3 separate regions of the Zea mays genome follow, and regions 1 and 3 are each linked to region 2. The links are chromatin contacts, called in public Hi-C maps. All regions are on one chromosome and are shown on one strand. Each heading gives the region's core, a stretch centred on a gene start, on an enhancer-like site or on the middle of the called end of the contact. The rest is flanking DNA. Distances are from core to core; before and after follow the strand shown.

Region 1 (3,533 bases), core at 391-2,890, 130 kb before region 2:
GGTTTTTGTGTACTTACAGTGACGGTTCCGTCCCCGACTCTGCCGTCGAAGAGGACCGCCCACCCAGGGATGTCGTCCGTCAGGCTCCTGGTCATCCATAGGACGATGAGAGCCTGCAAGAATTGGCCAGTGATCGTTTGAGACTCATGCTATCCAAAACCTGAACTGCCACAGAAACCACGAGCGCGACCTACCCCGAAAACGGCCAAAACCATCTTCTCTGCAAACGCCATTGGACCTGTCACAAATCAAGATGGAGACCCCATCAGAGAACTGAAATAAACGACCAGCACTAGACGTTTGTGCTTCAGAATAACTGTCAAAGGAAGCACTTTCATGCCATTGTGAAGTTCATTTTCTAATATTCCAGAGACCGCCGCCAGAAGGAGGGAAAAAAAGAAACCTACCCATCAAGCTGAGCTCTCTTCTGAGGTCATTCCTGTCGAGGTAAGCGGAGAGCACCCTCCCCGTGTTCTTGGTGCAGTACCTGAGGCAGAGCGTGACCCAGAGCGCCGCGAACAGGACGAGCGTCATGGGGAGGCCGAAGCACATCCAGGAGCTGAAGGTGATGGGGCGCTGCTCCGGGAAGTAGGTGGACCACATCCCCACCAGGATGATGTTGGCGCCCGTGCCCGTCAGCGTGGCCATCCCGCCGATGGTGGACGCGTACATGATGCCGAGCACCAGCGCCTTGGAGAACCGCTGGAGCTCCCGGGCGTCGGCCCCGCCCTCCAGCTGCTGGTCGCGCGGGAACCGCTGCAGGATCCCCGTCGCCACCTGGATCATCATGACGGTGCACGGCGTGTTGTGGATCCACATGCTGATGAACACGGTCGTGCCGCAGATGCCGAGGAGCAGCAGGTGCGGCTTCACCGGGTCACCGCAGAACAGGGACGTGATCTGCGTTCGCGTCGGAACGAGCTACACAACGTTAGTCTTTTTGTTTTGTTTTCTTGTGCCTTTTGTGTTTTTGGCCGCGTTCGAAACTTCGGTGGCGGCGCGTGCGCGGGCACGTAACATACGTACGTTGAGGGCAAGGCGGCGGTGGATGCCGTAGTGCTCGATGGCGAGCGCGAGGATGAAGCTCCCGAGGACGAGGGAGATGACGTCGTCCATGTAGGCCTTGGCGACGGCGTCGGCGGAGGATACGCCGAACGCGGGGAAGAGGAACAGCGGCGCCATGGACGCGACGCCGAGCGGCACGGCGTCCGTGATCCACCACAGGAACACCCACGCCAGCACCCCGAGCATGTTGCGCGCCGCCGGGTGGCCGCCGAAGTCTCCCAGCGCGCAGATCACCGCGCACGCCAGCGGGCCCGACGCGACGGCCAGGTACTTGTTGGTGGTGAGCAGGGACCCGAGCCCGGAGCAAGAGCAGCGTCCCGCAGGCCTGTCGTCGTGCACGGGCAGCAGCGGCCTCGTCACGTCCTCCGTCGAGCTCTCCCAGCATGCGCGTCGCGGATCCATGGCACGACAGAACTCGTCGGAAACCAGCCGTGCCCGTTCGATTGCTTGCTTTGTTGAGGTCTTGAGGAGTGAGGTTTGCTGGCTGCTTCTATAGGCGCGGGAAACTGGGAGAACACACAAACACGGCTGCCACGGTAATAACGAAAAGTAATACTACACGGCAGTGAGTTGCGTTCATCCCGTGCATGTACACGTAGGCACAATGGCTATATATACCCGAGAAGTTTCTAAAAAAAACTCAGATGCAGGTCCAACCGTGCAAGCGTCCCAGTGGAACGTTCCAACCCTGACGCGTCATCGACGTGCCATGTCAGATATTAAGATAGTGTTTGAATGCACCGTAGCTAATAGCTAGACCCTGTTTAGATTTTATAGAGCTAATAGTTAGCTAGCTAATAAATTATTATATGGTTAAGTCAGCTAATGAACTAATTTTTTGGTGTGAAGTAGCTAACAATTAGCTGATAGTGTTTAGAATCCAATAACTAATTTTTAATAGCTAACTATTAATTTTAGAGGTTTCAAACTAGACCTTAGTTGGCTAAAAAATTGCTAGTGGAATTAGCTAGCTAACTATTAACTAATTTACTAAAAAATAACTAATAGCTGATCTATTAGCTAGGATTTTTAGATGTATCTATCAAAATTTAGCAGCTAATTATTAGCTATATTTCATTCAAACACCCTCTAAGTAATATTCTCTCTGCTCTTTTTTATTTGTGACGGTTTAGTTCGAAAATGAACTAGCGGACTACAAATATTTGAGAACGGAGTTAGTACCCAACTGAGGTCAGACTCTATTTGCAATTATGCATGATCTGATCTCTCTGTTTTTTCTCATCGGGCACCAGGCACCGGATAATATGTTAGCGAGAGCGGCGCGGTGCCAAGTTGGCGTCCAGATAAGCACGGTCCCTGGCCCAGAAACCGGATAAGACATGCGGTCGGCCCGTCGATGCCGACGCAATGACGCATATCCGCTCGCATCGCATGGCCTCCCTCGCCTGGCGCCCCCGCCTGATCCAGCCCTTGCCGGACTGAAGAGGCGGCAGCGGTTGGTGCACGGGGCGACCTGCCCGCGCGCGGCCTCACAGCGACAAGCCTTCACCTGCACCTGCAGGCCGCCGCGACAGGTCGGCCGACGGCCGGCATTTCCCCGACCCGGACACGTACTTTTTTCCACGGACGGGACGACGCGCGCCATACTATCCAACGCACGCGACGACGTGGCGGGGCGGCGTCGTGCTGTTCGTGGACCGACGGGCGCGGCGGGGCGGTGGAACATGCAAGGTTTCGTTTTGATGCGGTGCGTCATGCATGTGCGGCCCGGCCCGGACCCGGTCTGGTCGAACAGGTGCATGTGCATTCTCTGCCTGTTCCAACGGGCTTGACACGATGGCCTGGCCGATGTCAAGACCCATGCCCTGGGGCGCGACGACGAACTCGTTGCATGGCCCGGGACATCAGTATGTTTCTTGGTCGTTGCCGCTGGGGGGCAGTCAGTCTTGCGTTACACCTGGGTTGCTTGCGACTTGCGATCGAGCGTGTTTTTTCCAGTTGCGTGGCTCAGGTATTCTTGTTGCACTTGCACATGCATGCCGTCAGGCGCCGCGCCACCAAGCAAGAGTCGTGTCGCGTCACGGCACACAGATACTGACATGGAAATGTCATCGACGCTTCGGTGTACGTTACAGGCAGGCCTGACTTTGTCCGGCAATCCGTAATTAACTTGTGGCAGCAGGCGCATGCACACGCGACACGCCGCGAGCTGCAGGTTGTTTCCATCTGGCCAGCCAACATGGTTGCTTGCCTACTGCATGACGTCAAAATGCTGAATGAGGCCTGGCCTCCGCTGGTTCTCTTTCGGATGATCCATCGCTCCTTCTCCTTGGTGCTCGACACTTGTGAGGATCCAACGCCATGCATTAGTATACTGCAAGAAAGTTCCCAACTCTCTTGCGCCCATTTTCATGGTACCAAATATTCCCGCCTTCCTCCGGACCGGATGATTCGTGATTTCATCACTCAATTTGGTGATCTGTGTTGAGAACTACGTTACCACGGAT
Region 2 (3,660 bases), core at 111-2,610:
TTTCAAAGGCCAAACCCACACGAATTGTTTATAGGGACGATGATACTATATAATATTTCGGTAAGGGGTACTCTGGGAGCCACAAAACCACATATGACTGTAGAGGTTAAATTATTTTTTGAATAAGGGTGCATTTAGTTGGATGTATAAAGAGGGATGAAAGAGTGTGTTTGGTTGGATGTATAAGCAGGGATGAAATTAGACGACCATATTTTATGTAGTGTTTGGATGAGAGTCAATTGGAGGTGAGGTGAACATGAGTGATTTTTGGGGGCGACGTGTTCCAAAAATCGTGTGGACGGTATAGCTCCCAACTCATCTTACTTTGACCTTAGAAAGTTAATGGGACTGGGCCCCGTCGGGACGGATCCTTGATGGAGGACAGGGGAATTCAGAACCCAACCGCGGAGACATCATTTGGCGCCGTTGACAAATGGCACCACCCACGCGTTTCTCGTTTCCGAACGCACCGGGTCCCGCTGAGATGTCATTGGGGATGAATGTGAACCAAGCAAGCAATGCCTTTTTGCGCTGAATGCGCCGCACGCAGGGGATGCAAGGCGACGTCCATGGCCACTCGTTTAGGCTTGTTCTGACGGGAAAAAAAGAAGAAGAAGAAAGGACCCCAATGAAAACGGTGATCATACCTCAAGCATGTAGGTGACGGTCTCGAAGCCTCGGTGCGGGTGGTCGGGGAAGCCGGCCGGAGCAGAAACTGCGCGGAATTCGGGCAAAGGAAACCGGTTACTTCAACCGAGATGCGGGGTGGATGGTTCAGAAAGAGAGAGAAAGACCGGATGGATTGGGAGAGCTCACCTGTGAACTCGTCGAGGACAAGGAACGGGTCGAAGTACCTCAGCTCGAACCTGCATGCGCGGACCGAATTCCATTCCCCGATCAGCGAATGAAACCAAGCACAAAAAAATGAAGAAAAAAATTTGCCATCTCCTTCAGCTGCCTCTCCATGGCATTGGCGTGATACAGCCTTGCCTAGTACCTAAAGACTTGTATGTCATCTGAAGACGAATGGAAAGCCCACGTACCTGCCGATGCTGCGGCGGACGACGGCGCCGGCGCCCTCGTGCTGCGGCCGGGCCAGGAATTTCCGCGCCACCTGCCGGGGCTTCTCCATCGCCGCCCGCACAGCGATCTCCTCTGCTCCTCCAACCGCCAGCAGCTCTGACCCGCGTTCTTGTGCGCACGCACGCAAGTACGAGTTCCACGACGACGACGATGGCTTTGCCGTTGCCCGTTATATATATAGTGCTTACTACTCGTAGCAGCACAGCAGCTACCTGGCCGCCTTGGTTCCGTTACGCCCGCCCGGCGCCCCCCGATAGGTCAAAAGCGACAGCTGCTCTCGCCCTCCTGTCCGTCCTCCTTTGCGCGGCGATAGCGAGAATATAAAGCATGACGCCGTGGCCGTGGGCGCATCTCCCCCTCTCCTCGCCAAGTCTTCCGTCCGCTTGGGGAATGGGGATGGGACGCCTCACTTGGCGGGTCACGCTGACGCCAGGCGCACGCAATGCCCCCCCGCGTCGCGACGCTTCCGGTGTCCGGTTGCATACGCGCGGCTTGTGACAGCGTCGCATCAGCAAGCGCCAAGCGGGCGGCTCGGTCATCGCCTTATCGTCGGTCAATCAAGCCTAATCCCTCGCCGTTAAAGCGCCACGTTGTTGATGGTCTCGCGTACTAACCCGTGCTCTTACTGCTACAAGGTACTACTAACGTACTAGTAAAAAAATGTCTGGACCAGATTGATCGTGCACAGTGGGACCGGGGCCGGCGCAAGCGCAACCATGGCGCGATCATTGCCTGGGATTTTTGTTCTTCCAAGCAACGCTTCCCAAGTTCCATGACCAGACCGAGCGGCCGCCTCATCTCTCATCGCTCTGAAGAATCTCCGGTTCTGACCGGCAGCGAGAGGTTTCACACGGCCTGACAGATCCGGCCGGACTCGGTCGGACTGGTGATGCTAGCGTGACGTACAGGTGAGATCACACACTGGATCATCGCCGGCAGCGTCCAAAGTCTATCTAGCGCCGGTGCCATGCCATCCTTTTCCGCATGGAACAGCTGCTGCTAATCCAGGGCATCGCTGTCGTTAATAAAAGTGCGGGGTTAGCCGCAGGTGAAGTATCTCATTCGGATCGTTTATCTTTTTTTAGTAATAAAGCCTGTGAACTTAAAGTGGGGAGCAGAAGCGAAATACTAGGCCGCTTGCTTGTTTGGATCCCTTCTTTCCGGCTCCGGCCACCCGACGACGGCCCCGCCCCGCCCCGGCGTTGTCGATCTGCGCGCCCGACGACGTCACGTTTTTCTTTTCAGAAATATACCATATGTTATCGTCAAACTTTGCTATAACTATAGCTTCAGTTTTACTCGTCGTCAGACTTTTTTATGGCAGCCACACTTTATCGAGGATTCGAAGTTAGAGACCAACCAGGTAGCATTATTCTGCGCAGACGGCCATAAAAAAGTAAAGTCTACAGACTACAGAAAGGCGAACTTAAGATATTTCGGGGGGTTTCTTCTTCCGTTCTTGTCTCCGAAACGCGTAAAATACCACCACAAGATCAGTGCACAGAATCCCATTTCTTTATGCAGCAAGTCGCTTAATTTGACTGACCGAGTTTTTTTTTGTTGGTTGATCTGGCGTTTGAGACGCCGTATTATAATATCTAGCCGAGAGGAATTAAAGACGGTGACACTGACATGCCTGCCTGCAAGGGATGCTATCTATGACGTCAGGATCGGACGGCCGTGACGAACAGGTTAACAAATACAATACTCCATCTCCCGTAACAAACAGAGCTAACAAATATGCATCTAGAGCCTACAACAAATGTCTTAAAATGAGTGTGTCTCTAGACATAAGATAACCTATTTCTAATTATTGTCTCTTTTTTTTTATTTTCAACTACTTTCAAGGAGTCTACTGGTTTTATCTTTTATAGATGCATATATATGCAATTTCTTAATATAATACTGATCTCTTTGCCTTAAATTCAGGAGTGCATTCTTGTGACAGGATGGAGTAGTAGTTGGCAAACGGCGTGAAGCTTTCTTTCGTCGAGGCGAAGATGAGACGGGTTTCCGGTTCCGGATCAGTACGACTACGTGTTCTCATGTCAGCTAAAACCTTCTGCCTGACGTCTGTGTGAGTCACGACGACGTTGTCACGCTGGGCACGAGACGAGACACATGTATTACAAGTTTTGGACACAACATGGGGTGAGACGTCCGTGTCTCGCTCGCATTCGCATTTTCGCGTGTCCAGTCCATCATTATAGGGACCCCTTATCTTACTCTCCAGCATAGGGAGAAAAAACTACTTTTCACGTTGCTGCTTATAGGAGTTATAGGAGTAAACGACGTACTACCTTCGTCCAAAATAAAGTTCGTTTAAACTTTTAGTTGATTTATAATTTTTAGTCACTCTATTTTATTTTATTTTATTTTATTTTTATCTCTAAATTACTAATTGTGAAAACAATTTAGCAACTAAAATAGAATATAATGAAGAAACTAAAAATTATTCTCTATAAATCAAACACCACCTTAATGTATTTATTTTATATATGTGTCTAGATTTATCATCATCTATTTGAATATGGACAAAATACCAAGAACTAAAACGGGTAATATTTTAGAACCAAA
Region 3 (3,745 bases), core at 481-2,980, 230 kb after region 2:
TTAACTTTTAAATGAGCGCCCAGATTTGATACGAAGAGAACTTGAACCTGGGTGACTGGTGCATGACTGCACGTCTGCACCTTCCACATCCAACCAATTGAGCCAGCATGTTATTTTCAAATGTGAATTAACTACATTGTATTACTAAGGAATTCTTGATCCTTACATCTATCTTTAAGAAAAGTTAAGGTTCCTTTTTAAATTTTGTGTTACCCAGAACAGCCGACCAGTAATTCCAGAAGACAACGGAATTACTCCCTCTATCCAAATTAGTGATGGTATATACGAAAACATATTCAGATACACAATACAGTACCAAATAAGCAGGTCGTATTTCCTTGTGGACATAATAAAAGTGATTTTGCTGTTGTAAACAGTTGTGACTTTGATTAAAGTGGGAGAAATGCGACCTAGAAGACAAAAGGCGTGCAAAGCGTCCTTGGAACATATGGAAAGCTCTAGGCCTTCGATCAGTTCCCTTATTTCTTTCTTCTGATTATAATGTTACCAAAATTCACAAAAACAATAGTTCAATACTCCCCACCCCCCACCCCACCCCCAACGAGCCTAGAAACGAAGGTTTTTGACGTATGAGCAGATGTAGTTAAAGGATCTTAAAATGAATTGTTTTACACTCATTCGTATAACTCACACTCTAAATACACAAACAACCAAATAAAATCTTTGATAAAATTAATGTATGCAGTGATGTAGGATAAGACGATGCGCTAACCGATCAGACGGATCGTGAACAAACGCTGCACCGACACGTCGGCCAGGCGTAGTAACCACTTGCGTGCGATGACCGGACGCGGTCACTGCAAGCAGGTATGCTATGGCCGTGAGTGAGGCCATAACCAATCACAAGCAGAGATTCCCATAGCCTTTTGCAAACAAATGGACGAAACCAAAAAAAAACACTGTATATAGTTTCCAGTGCCTGATAAGACGGCGTGTGCCGTGTGGTGTACTACGCAATTACCCACATGGGCGGATTTACGCATACGCCCTCCTCGCCATGTCGAAATGTCGAGACCAAACAAGAGTTCTCGCACCAATGATGCAGCTATTAATAATCTATACGCTTAGCCGTTTCGGGTTATTCGTAGCAGCAGGTCAACTAGCTAGGGAGACGGTGTCAAAGCTAATTAAGCATATGCAATGTGAGGGAATGCTTTTGCTTCGTCAACCCGTAGTAGTTGGAATAGTAAGGTTTTAGTACTCTTACCCGCCAAAAAAAGAAGAGTTCAGTACTCATCGTCAGTAACAGGGTCTTGCATGGAGCCGTTGACATGTTTGGCAAGACAGAGAGATCTAGTCCTGTTTGGGAGCTGCTGTTCAAGTTGACATGTAGTAGTTAGTCTCAGTGATTTCATGCTTACTTGCCTCTCTGATCTTCACCGCATGATGAGTTCTAAGACTTGTGATAGACATATTTAGAGCTTACTTCCAGTGTATATATGCTGTCCCGGTAGAAATATTTCTTTCAAAATTAACAGTGTATTCAACTGGAGAAGCCCTCTTTCAGGCCTTCTTCTATTGTAGGCATAAATAAGCAAATGGCCCAATCAGCAATCTACTGTGGACACAAACACAAAAAAGGCCCATGTCATAGGCTACTTCAAGCCCAACAAATCCCAAAATCGGGAACATCCACCTGCCCAGGCCCAAGCCCAAGCTCCTTAAGCTTAACCCCAACAACGCGCCTTCCCCCAGAACCGCTTTGCCGCGCATCGTGCCGCGGTGCCGCCGCCGCCGTTGCCTGAATTGGCAAAACCAACGAGCAGTCAGAGCGGAAGCCGCCGCGGCGCCCGCCACCAAAGCCAATGGAGCCCGCGCTGCGCGAGCTGTGGGCGGAGTCCCGGGACCTGTTGGGCCTCCCTTCCTCTTCTCAGGACGCCACCGCCGTGCCGCGCGTCAGCCTGCCCCCGACGCCGCTCGCGTTCCTCCGCGACCACGTCTCCCCGGGCCGCCCGCTCCTCGTCTCCGCCGCGGCCACTCGCCACTGGCCCGCCGCGTCGCTCTGGCCCACCGCCTCCTACCTCACCGACGCACTCCGCTCCACCGCCGTCTCCCTCCACCTCACCCCCGACGGGCGCGCCGATGCGCTTGCCTCGCACCCGCACCCACGGCGACCCGGGTCCTCGAGGTGCTTTGCGTCCGCGCACGTCCGCCGTGTCGACTTCCCTACCGCGGTCCGGCTTATCAGGGGATCCGACCCGGCCGCCGGCCTGGTAGCGTACGCGCAGCAGCAGGACGACTGCCTCCGCGGGGAGTACGCGGCGGTCGCCGGTGACGTGGACGCGCACGTGCCGTGGGCCACCGAGGCGCTCGGCTGCCTCCCCGAGGCCGTCAACCTCTGGATAGGCAACGCCCACTCCGTCACCTCCTTCCACAAGGACCACTACGACAACATTTACGTCGTTCTGTCCGGCGAGAAGCACTTCCTCCTGCTGCCCCCCACCGAGCACCACCGTCTCTACGTCCGCGACTACCCCGCCGCCCGCTACGTTGCCACGGAGCAGAGCTCCGAGGGGGGGCGCCAGTTGAGGCTTAAGCTGGAGATGGAAGTGCCCGAGAGGATCGTTCCCTGGAGCAGCGTCGACCCGTGCCCGGCGTCGCCCGAGGAGTTGGCCGTGCAGGCGTCGTCGTTTCCGCTCTACTTTGACGGGCCGGCGCCGATACGGTGCACGGTCCGGGCCGGCGAGATGCTCTACCTGCCAAGCATGTGGTTTCACCATGTCAGCCAGAGTCCAGGGCCGAACGGGCTCACCATTGCCGTGAACTACTGGTACGACATGCAGTTTGACATCAAGTATGCTTACTTCAACTTCTTGAGGTCGCTGGAGATCAATGGTTGTTCATCGGGCAAACCTGATGCTTCGGAAGGTGATCTAGAGGAGAAGAAAGATTGAGGTGGCGGACAGTGACTTTGATTACCCCTGGTTTCCGCTGAGCATCACGATGCTGTGCCGGGCTGGGTTTCTCGCGGCCACTGTCTAACAGAGTAACAGCTCTTCGAGCATAACGAGGTGTTGCTAGACACATGGAAACCAATTAATCGGCCATGTATGTTTGCACAACGTTTGCAGGTGCCAATTGGCCTATCAGACCCAATGTGGTTGCAATGCATTGTCAAAGTTTGGTGGCATTCACAGAGAACATGAATTTTGTTTTGAATTCAGTCCATGGGTTCCTGATCGTCTTTGTTTCTAGCGATGATTCTTGATATGCTGGAGGCCTGATTTATAGCTTGTGCAAATCAGCATCATTCACTGGAAGGATGGATTGTCCTCGTAGAAATCTGAATGCCAGATAAAGAACTGCGTGGCGTGGATAAAGAACTTTATCATCATGGGTGAGACGCTACCTTTAAAGGTTGGATAAAATTGAGGTCGGACAGCGATTAATCCATAAGGTTGGAACTTGAAAACCAAGATGAGGCTATCTAGTCAAGGGAGTCTCCGGCGTGGAAGAAGTGGGAGAGGGGGCAGAGTTTCACTTCTGTCCATGTGTTGATGGTCAGACTTCGTTGTTGTTGTGAGTTGTGACTTGTGAGAGCCGGCACCCATACCAATCTGGTTCCTGTGCTTGTTATAGTGTGCCTTTGCTTATTTGGGTTTCTTCCGTACGGAAGTACGAATTCCTTGTATCTTTTTGTTAACAGGTCTCAGAGCCATTGTCAAGTTTTTTTAGAGAAGCTCCATATTCCTGCGGTGGACACATGATGCAGCACTCGGCAGCA

Evidence for each region. Hi-C and Micro-C count contacts between places; a contact is called where the count stands out from the background.
Region 1: a contact with region 2 is called in a Hi-C map of bundle sheath, with 2.2 times the contacts expected there. The contact joins the promoter of LOC100383391 here to the promoter of LOC100192968 in region 2. A contact is called at or near these places in 3 of 25 Hi-C or Micro-C datasets (bundle sheath, endosperm and leaf mesophyll).
Region 3: a Hi-C map of bundle sheath shows a contact between it and region 2, with 3 times the contacts expected there. The contact joins the promoter of LOC100281215 here to the promoter of LOC100192968 in region 2. A contact is called at or near these places in 4 of 25 Hi-C or Micro-C datasets (bundle sheath, ear, leaf and 1 more).

The regions. Positions count from the first base shown.
Region 1 is chr7:137,874,433-137,877,965 of Zm-B73-REFERENCE-NAM-5.0, reverse strand. LOC100383391 reads right to left here and starts at 1,640. Exons shown (of 6, transcript NM_001176046.1): 1 at 1,027-1,640; 2 at 408-900; 3 at 195-238; 4 at 18-113. The coding sequence starts at 1,467.
Region 2 is chr7:137,744,962-137,748,621 of Zm-B73-REFERENCE-NAM-5.0, reverse strand. It overlaps LOC100192968 (Pirin-like protein 2), which reads right to left and starts at 1,360. Exons shown (of 5, transcript NM_001138144.1): 1 at 1,044-1,360; 2 at 817-866; 3 at 648-715. The coding sequence starts at 1,132.
Region 3 is chr7:137,512,818-137,516,562 of Zm-B73-REFERENCE-NAM-5.0, reverse strand. It overlaps LOC100281215 (phospholipase A2, group IVB), which reads left to right and starts at 1,730. Exons shown (of 1, transcript NM_001154134.2): 1 at 1,730-3,681. The coding sequence starts at 1,827. The coding sequence ends at 2,915.